3 separate regions of the Gossypium hirsutum genome follow, and regions 2 and 3 are each linked to region 1. Evidence: chromatin contacts called from public Hi-C data. All regions are on one chromosome and are shown on one strand. Each heading gives the region's core, a stretch centred on a gene start, on an enhancer-like site or on the middle of the called end of the contact. The rest is flanking DNA. Distances are from core to core; before and after follow the strand shown.

Region 1 (3,092 bases), core at 370-2,869:
ATGTATAAATTTATTAAATAAAAACAATATGGACGGGTCTAAAACGGGTTTGAGTTAAACTTTTACAAATATGAGCAGGTTTGATAAGATTTTAGGCTCAGATTTTAGGTTGAGCCTAATTTAGACAAGTATAAAGTATATTAATATCATGTTTAGATTCGACCTAAACCCGACCTAACCTAGCCCATGAGCACATTTAATTATGATGTGAGTAAAAATAAAAAATAATTTAATATTAAAATTAGATTTATTAAAGGAATTACTCATCAGTTGAATTATAAGCAACGTTAAAGTACTTAGGAATAAACCTTGATTAATTCTAGGTTGAATTCCTATACATGTAATTTTAATTGTTTTATTTAAAAATTTCATATAATATGTTTTAAAAAAAGCTATAAAAATAATATTTAAATAATCTCATGATTGAGTTAATTTATTGAATTGATTTGTGAAATTGAATAATCACAGAAGAAAGATATATAAAATCAACAAAAAGACATAAATATTATTATAATAAAATTTATTAATTTTTAAATAATTTTCTAAGTGATTAACCATAAGGATTTTATAAGTAATATAAAATTAGTAACAATTATATAAAATATATACTAAATTATGAAATAATAGTCAAGAAAAATATGAAAAATAAATATATAAAATTATATAAATTAAGATGAAATTTTGATTAAAAGGTAAAATTAAAAATCTTAACATTTAAAGTTTTAAGTTGAATAATAAAAAACATAAAAACATAAGATATTTTGTTGAATGTGTTGTATACACAGATATGATACCTTGAGTAAAAGCGCAGGTCAATCCAATAGCAAACGCGAGAGAAATGGTGAAAATTCCAAGCAGAAGATAGTTCCATGGATGCTTCTGGTGAAAGTAATACAACGGACAAAGAGCTACCAACGCCAAACACATTTCTATCTTATTCACAAATAACCAACAACAAAAATAACAGAAGAATATAAAAGCAAAAAAAAAAAAAAAAGCACGCACTGATGAAAGGCGTGACGATTAGGACTATGTAAAGAGCCAAGCCAGCCCCGGTGCTGACGAAGAAACGAGCTATCGGATGGACAAAAACAACCGTCGCCGCTACCCCCGCCGTAGCCAACAATTGAAGGGCCACGATGGAATAAACTTTCCGAATGAAAGCCCACCTCAACGCCGGCGGTTCCAGCATCATCGGATACAAAGGCTGTGGTCCGGCCTCTGCATCACCTTTCCTCTCCGCCGGACTACACATTATCCTAAAAAATTGAATACAAATTCAAAGTATTAATTCAAAAATAGATAGTTGAAAAACAATGGGGGGAATTGCTTCTAACTTTTGTGCTGGATTTCACTTTTTTTTGTTGGATTGGGTTTTTTTTATCGGTTGCGAAAAAGGATGAAATTTATAGGATCTAATATAAAAACGGCGATTTTATAGTTACGAAAATCTTGTGGGAACTTGATTCTTCAGTCTAAGAAATTGTTATACCAAACTTTTCACTCCGTCAATTAAATTAATTAATCTAGAAAAATTTTATATAACTTCTTTTGTTTCCACAAAAGAAAATTGCGTTTTTTCCTCTATTTACTTTGTGGTTCTTGTAAAAAAAATATATTTTAAGTTTGAATGTGTATTTTTTGTAAATTTAGAATTCAATTTCTTGATTTTTATTTTAGGAATTTAATCTCTTTATTTTTTAGATTTTAAAATTTAGATTCAATTGTTAGTCCTGTTAAATTTTTATTGTTAAATTTGGAATTTATTCTTTTGACTCTTATTTTTAAGAATTTAGTCTCTCTACTTTTATGATTTCGAAATTCAGACCCAATTAGTATTGCTAAATTTTTATTGTTAAATTTGTTGGTATGATATTTTGAAATAAAAAAAATTGCTCACTTAATAGCAATATAACTACAAAAATGATATTATAGTAAACCTAAATTTAACAAAATAATTTTAGCAGTATTACCATTTAGACTTGAATTTTAAAATATGATAAGATGACTAAATTCTTAAATATAAAAGTATATGGATTAAAATTAAAATTTATGAAGAATACAAGAACTTATAACCTATATTTTAACTTTTTTAAGGATAGACTTTTGTAAATATTGATTTCTTTTTCTTATTCTCAAAAAAGTATTGAGAGTGTTTAATAATAAGAGTTTTGGGCTTTTTTTTTACTTGATTTGAGCATAAATAGATGATTGAGTAATCAAACCCTTTAATTGTAATGTTTGGTGAATGGAGATTTATAAGAGAATGTTGAGCTAAAAACTCTAAAATAAAAAACGCAGGGATAAACAATTTTTTTCACAACTGATTGGGAATGAGATATATGAAATGACATATTTGATCACGCTTGTTCAAAAATTACCTCCTTTGTTACATGCTCTCAAACCTAATGAGATATGTTGGAGAAATATGTGATTAGAAATTTTTTTATAAAAATAATATTAAAAAATAATTAAATACAAAAATGGATAGGAAACAAATTAATTACGAAAATGGGGTGTTTATTATAATTAACTTTGGATGTTGCCCTTTTAAAAAAATAAAATGGATTTGGCTAAAAGAGCCAAAAAAAAGTGAAAAAAAATAATTTTTTGATGTCACCTAACACATTAGTGGCACTGATAATTTGTTTTTAAAAAATTCTATTAGAGAAAAAGATGGTTGAAAGTTGTGGTTTCAACACCTGACAATTAATCCCTTATTTTTTCTTTGGTAAAAAGAGGTTTGATAACAAATATTTTATTTTCGTAATTAATTAATTTATTATTTAATTAATTTTTAATGTTATTTATATATATATATATATAAAAGCCGTGATTCTTTTTCGAATTTTGGTTTGTCAATTAATTACTTTTATTGGGTTCTATGATTGTAATGGAATGTTGTCCCATAATGTCAATTAAAATATATTTTATAATGTAACCAATCTAACTTATTGTGGATGTCGCCGAGGAAAGAAGTATATATATATGAAAGCAATTTAATCAAAGCATATACTTTATGAGATGGTTCCTTGTAAGCAAATTCCTGTTTTTTTTCCTTTCAAGAGTTTTCTTCTGAATTTTTATTTTAC
Region 2 (3,092 bases), core at 260-2,759, 160 kb after region 1:
CTAGGAGGGAAGCAATGAAGTATACAAATTCATCTACTGTCCATGAACCATATTTAGACACGTAATTAATAAATTAATGGGTAATTGTAAAATATTAAAATAAATATAATTATTCTATATATATATATATTAGATTATAGTGCACTCATAATATCAGTGAAAAAAAATTATATAATTAATAATGTCAAAAGTTTATATAAAAATCAAACGAATATTTAGTTAAAATGGTAAAATTAAATATATAAAATTCATTATACATCATAGGTTGAAATATCACTAAGATTAAAAATTTATTGAGTTTATATAAAAAAATATAAAAAGACAAAAATATCCTCATGATTAGAGGTAACCATGGGCCGGATTAAGTCAATGCCTGATTCTCAAATATTGTCAAGCCCAAACTTGATTTCGGGCCGGGTTGCCAAAAAATTCATTTTACTATTTAAAAATTAATATAATATGAAAAATATATTTTAGTTACTATTTTATATATTTTTGTAATTTAATTTTAATTTTAAAAATATTTTTTATTATTTAAATTGAAATTGGGTAGGCTCATGTCGGGCCGAAGTGAAAAAATCATTGTCCAAGCTCAACTTGAATCAGGCTGAGCTTACTGGGCCAAGCAGACTATTCAACCCTTAGTTAGGTGCACTCATGATTATATAACTTATTTTGTATGCAAAATGTCATTTTAATAATTTTTAACTAAGTTGATGCTTTGATTGACTCGTGACATTAACTCAATTAAAGGTTTAATATAAATATATATTTTTTAATAGGTGGTATATAATTCACTAATAATATATACTTATACACAGACAATGCATCAAATATAAATCTATTCAATTATTCACATTAAAATAATTTCAAATGATTAAAATTTGAGAAAATATTTAATAAACTACTCCGCAAATAAAAAAACACATGATAATTAAAAAAAAAAAACTAACCCTCCAAATTATACATATTTAAAATTAAGGGGAGTGCATTCACAATATTGTCTATTGAAATTTACTGGTTAAATTAAACAAGGGAATAAAACACATTTTGGTACCTGAAATTTGCTTCAGGGTTCAAATTAATACTTAAGGGTTTTTTTGTCTAATTAGGTACTTGAACTTGGCTTTAAGGTTAAATTTGGTACCTAAAACTTATTTTAGTCCAATTTGGCACCTGAACTTAGTTTCTTGGTTCAAATTGGTACCTAAACTTGGCTTTATCATCCAAATTAGTACTTATGGTAAATGACTTATTTGAATCAATTTGAACTATGGAGCTAAGTTCAGGTACTAATTTGAACAGAAAAAGAAAATTTAGATACCAATTTGAACCTTGAAGCCAAATTCAGATACTAAATGCATATTTACCTATAGACAGGTATAAAACTAAATTATAAACATAGATTGACTAAAATTTAAAATTGCAAAGAGTATAGGGACTGAAAGTAAAATTAGACCTATGACACGTATGTATATGTAATTAATATATGGATTGATGTTTATTTTAGTTATTCTTTGGGGGTACTTCCAACAAACAGTAGATGCCTGCAATCTTTCTGGTCTCCAACGCAAGGAAAAGTGTGAGAAAAAAGTAAAAGGAAAAACTTTCCCTTCTACCAAACAAAAGAAACGTTACAAAAAGCATAGGAAGGTGGAAAACTAAGAAAATATTTTCCCTTTTGGATTCCCACACTTCGTTCAAACTTTGATCTCCCATCCCATTGCCTTCTAAAAAGTCTCAGCTCTGCTTTTTCTTCAAATTTTCCAAACCCCCAAAATCCAATTCTCTCTCTGTCTCTATCATAAGAGTGTGTTTGTTAAGGTGTTTTGGCTTTATTGTTGTTTTTTTAAAAAAAAATTTTGGCTTTATTGTTAAAGGCTATAATTTGGGTTTTGGTAGCCTTTGGGGTAAAGATCTTTGGTTAACTGTTAGATGTTGGTGGCTAATTGGTAGTTTCTAATTTAGTTTTTTTTTAAAACTATTTTCTTTTTAGCAAAGACCATTTACTTAATTGTTTTAACACCAAAACTTAGTTGATCTTCATTTTTTTTCTTTTGTGGAATAGAATCAACCAGGAATTTTTTTTTTTACTGTGAAGCCCACTATTTTTTGTGTAAATTCTTGGTTGTCCCAGCTTGTTATAAGATACCCATATTGAAAATATAGTGAATGATTGTTTGTTTCTGGAATTTTGTTTGCTTGTATTAAATGTTTACAATAGAAACTTTGTTGCTTGGTGAGGTAGGAAGTGCTTTTCTTTTTTCATTTACTAAATAGGATTAGTGTGACTGTTTTTCCTCTTTTTACTTCTGTGTTTCTCCCTTTCTTTGAAGGATTTTTTGTTGGTTTATTTTTACTTTTTGAGTTTTTGAGAAAAGACCCAATTTGGCTATTGTGGAGATCTGGGACTTGTTTAATCTGTTATGCCCAATGAGGGCTTTCCTTCCATCTGATTCATGTAAAGAAACACAGCTCAATGCCATTAATCCTCAGTCTTGGCTCCAAGTTGAAAGAGGGAAATTTTCCAAACTATCATCTTCATGTACCACCGCCTCTTCATCCATGTAAGTTTTTTTTTTTTGGTTCATTTCTGGGATTCTTCTATGGTTTTCATTTTTTTTATTGAGATTGTTTTGTTGGTATAATTGTTGTAGAGAATCATTTATCAAGGTTCCTGAGCCACCCATAGTGCCATTCTTTAAACCTGTTGATTATGTAGAAGTCTTAGCTCAAATTCATGAAGAACTCGAATCGTGTTCTTTGCAAGAGAGGTCGAATCTGTATTTATTACAATTTCAGATCTTTAGAGGGCTTGGGGAAACCAAATTGATGCGGGGAAGCCTCCGGTCTGCTTGGCAGAAGGCTGGGACGGTCCATGAGAGGCTTGTGTTTGTGGCATGGTTGAAGTATGAGAAGCAAGGGGAAGAACTTATTGTTGACTTGCTTGCAACTTGCAATAAATGTGCACAAGAGTTTGGACCGATGGATGTTGCTTCTCAGTTTCCGGTTGAGGTGGATGGGGCTTCGCAGGAGACCGTTGTGACGGATGGGGAAAAGAGCCTGAAAAATGTGAACTTTTGGATAGGAGA
Region 3 (3,092 bases), core at 435-2,934, 140 kb after region 1:
ATTAATATCAAGTCTTTGGATAGTAATATTAACAGTAAGCGGTACTCTTGTTGTAGCAATCAAACATTGACAATAAACTATGTCAAGTAATGAATTAATCTTTGGACTAACTTATTGCTCACATAAAATACCTTATAATTGTCACACATTTATCACCACATATGTCGTTGTAATTCTGCCAAATATTAACTTACCTTTGGGTCAATCAATAAACGAATGAATTACAAAATCATATAACCATCTTAATATTTCAAATAAACTAATCTACACAAAAGAGGTCACTTTGGCAACATTTTTGTTTCAACTAATTTATTTAAAATATTAGACATCCTTAATTAAAAGTCAAAATCTGAATTTATTTGTTCCAAAATATTTACCTTAATTTTATCTTTCAATCAAATTAAAAGATAAACATATATATTTATATAATTTTCCAAAAACCACATACAATAAACCAATCAAAGCATGCATATATTATATATTTATATATATAAACAAAACAAATATATGAATCAATTTCTATATATACATTTATATATATTTTTAAATGTCATATATGATTAAAATAATGATAATCACATGCCTTGCAAATATACAGGAATTGAATGACAATATTTTCAAATAAAGCTTAAAAACGTAGGTATCAAATAATATTACACAAATATTTTAAAATTTATAATTGAATCTATTAATTCGAAAATCACCCAAAAATTTTTTTAATATGAATTCAATATAATAAAAAACTTTAATATAAATCTTCAAAAAAACAACATATATATTCGAAATATAAAACCCATTAAATTTTATGAATCAATTATTCAAATGAAGAACCTGAATCAATTCCCAATGATTCGATATGAAGAGGCTCTGATGTCACTTGTTAGATTTATAAAATAAATCTAAAATACAACTTAATAAACTAGGATCTGTCATGTCATATTATCAAGAATAAATTAAGAACAAAACTAGATGCGGAAGCGTACTTGAATCCATGGATTCCTTAAAACTTTCTGGATTTTGGGAATTTGATCTTCCAAATTAGCACACAAGAAATTCAGAGAATATCTGCTCCCTCTTTCCTAATAGTGGGATCTTAGAAAATATATCTTGTGTATAATTTGGGGAGCATAATCCTAATATTTATAAGCTTAGCATATTAGTTCTAATCAAATTCTAATTAGCCCATCATTAATTAGAATTTAATTAGAAGAGTATCTACACATATTTGACCTATATTTTATTTAATAATTAAAAGCCTAATAAAATTCTAACCAAATTAAATTACTTTTAATTTAAGTTAACCTATCATGATAATAAAAAATAATATGTAATTATCCTTATTATATATGTAATGTCCAATTTTCTAACATATACCCCTCGTTAACCCTTAAAAAACTTGTGATCTTCAACCACAAACCAGCTTCCCAAAACATTGCTTTCCACCTTCATGATTTAAAAAATTGGAGCTATACAGCCTTCATTATTTTACCCACCGAAACCAGACAAATTGTACTGTTTAAATGCATTTTAGATTTTTATGACCATACAGTATATTAGTGGGTCAATATGGTAAATAGACGAAAAGCGAACAATTACGTGGCATCCTGGGGTGGCAATAACTTTACATAAAGTTGAATAAAAAATATAAAAATTAAAAAAGCCCGCGACCTAAGCCTAAAGCCTCTCTCGAACTCACGCCCTTCCTTTTCCGAATCTCTCTTAACAAAAAAGCCCCTGGAACGGTTCCTAAATTACGAAATTAGTAATCTCAGAAAATCATTGACGAGAGTAAAAAGGGAAATCCTTTATTCTTCAATCGATCTACCTCACTGCGACTTGGCGAAGAAACTAAGAAATTAGAGAGCTCCAAAAGCAGCAGTTGATTAGTTAGCTGGAAACCTGACGCCATGTCAACGGGAGAAATGGTTTCCCGGTCACCTCTATACAAGCCTCTCAACCAGCTCACCGAGGATGACATTTCTCAGGTCACTCGCGAAGATTGCCGCCTTTACCTCAAAGAAAAAGGTCTCTTTCTCTTCTTCTATTTTTTTTCCTTTCTGTTTGCCTCTTTTGGAAAGTGTGTGTGAGAGTGTGTGTTGTTTTTAATTTTGAAATCCTTTTGTTTTTCTTTGCTCGTAGGGATGCGGAGACCTTCGTGGAACAAATCGCAGGCGATTCAGCAGGTCATCTCACTGAAAACTCTTCTAGAAACGACATCGGATTCTGAAGCTGTCGAAGCTTCCAAGAAACTTCACGTTCCCTTCCCGCAAAATCCGCCTCGTGTGCGTGGAATTTTTTTATTATTTCGTATAAATATATTTTAAATTTTTTTTTTGTGTTCGAGGCATGAAAAGCAGGACACATATCTCTGGAACTTTTCTCTTTTAGTCAAACCAGTTGAATTAAATAAGAAATTTTGCAGTTCGTTTCTGATTCAACCGTTCAACCGAATGAAACGACACGGCATAAAGGGATCTCGGTCCCGGTAAACGAATCCGTTCCTCGCATCCGTTCAGATCCCTCGGAATTCAAATTTTCTCGCGAAAATTCCGTTCAAACCGCCGTCTCTGCTAATGATTCTGTTTCTCCAAGGTTGTTTGTTAAATTTACTCTCTGTTGTCTCCATGTTCTAATAACCCTAGTTTTGCATGGAATAAAGCATTTGACCTAAGTTCAAAGCATCTGAGGGCCTTGAGTATCCTTTTCTATAGGAAATTAGATCCAATATTATTTTGGTCAAGCTTGTTCGTGACTGAATGTTTCTAGAGTCAACGGTATAAAATTATCATTTCAACGTGAATGGAACGAGAATTTGCACATGTGCACGGATATCTGCTTGGTATCTTACTTTTCCGGATTTTTTGCTTGCAATTATTATCAAGTCTATCGGTCAACAATAACGGCTTTCCAATCATAAGTCCCCCCCCCCCAACACTATTAGACGTACAATCTGGACGATCCTATGAGTTATTCACATTGCTATGCAATAAAGTTCTAACCATAAATTGGTGTATAACTAGATGGTGCATATTTGTGTCACAAGTGGCATGGGATGCATGGGGGGATGGATGCTGGTATTAAACATATGTTAA

What was found. Hi-C and Micro-C count contacts between places; a contact is called where the count stands out from the background.
Region 2: a Hi-C map of leaf shows a contact between it and region 1, with 1.8 times the contacts expected there. The contact joins the promoter of LOC107951271 here to the promoter of LOC107951221 in region 1. A contact is called at or near these places in 4 of 34 Hi-C or Micro-C datasets (all in leaf).
Region 3: a Hi-C map of leaf shows a contact between it and region 1, with 3 times the contacts expected there. The contact joins the promoter of LOC107951235 here to the promoter of LOC107951221 in region 1. A contact is called at or near these places in 10 of 34 Hi-C or Micro-C datasets (hypocotyl, leaf, petal and 1 more).

Annotation. Positions count from the first base shown.
Region 1 is chrA08:11,652,637-11,655,728 of Gossypium_hirsutum_v2.1, reverse strand. It overlaps LOC107951221 (protein LIFEGUARD 2), which reads right to left and starts at 1,619. Exons shown (of 4, transcript XM_016886188.2): 1 at 1,006-1,619; 2 at 795-908. The coding sequence starts at 1,255.
Region 2 is chrA08:11,487,531-11,490,622 of Gossypium_hirsutum_v2.1, reverse strand. It overlaps LOC107951271 (ETO1-like protein 1), which reads left to right and starts at 1,509. Exons shown (of 5, transcript XM_016886269.2): 1 at 1,509-2,567; 2 at 2,658-3,092. The coding sequence starts at 2,434.
Region 3 is chrA08:11,513,601-11,516,692 of Gossypium_hirsutum_v2.1, reverse strand. It overlaps LOC107951235 (protein TIFY 4B), which reads left to right and starts at 1,684. Exons shown (of 10, transcript XM_041075854.1): 1 at 1,684-2,025; 2 at 2,140-2,282; 3 at 2,423-2,592. The coding sequence starts at 1,908.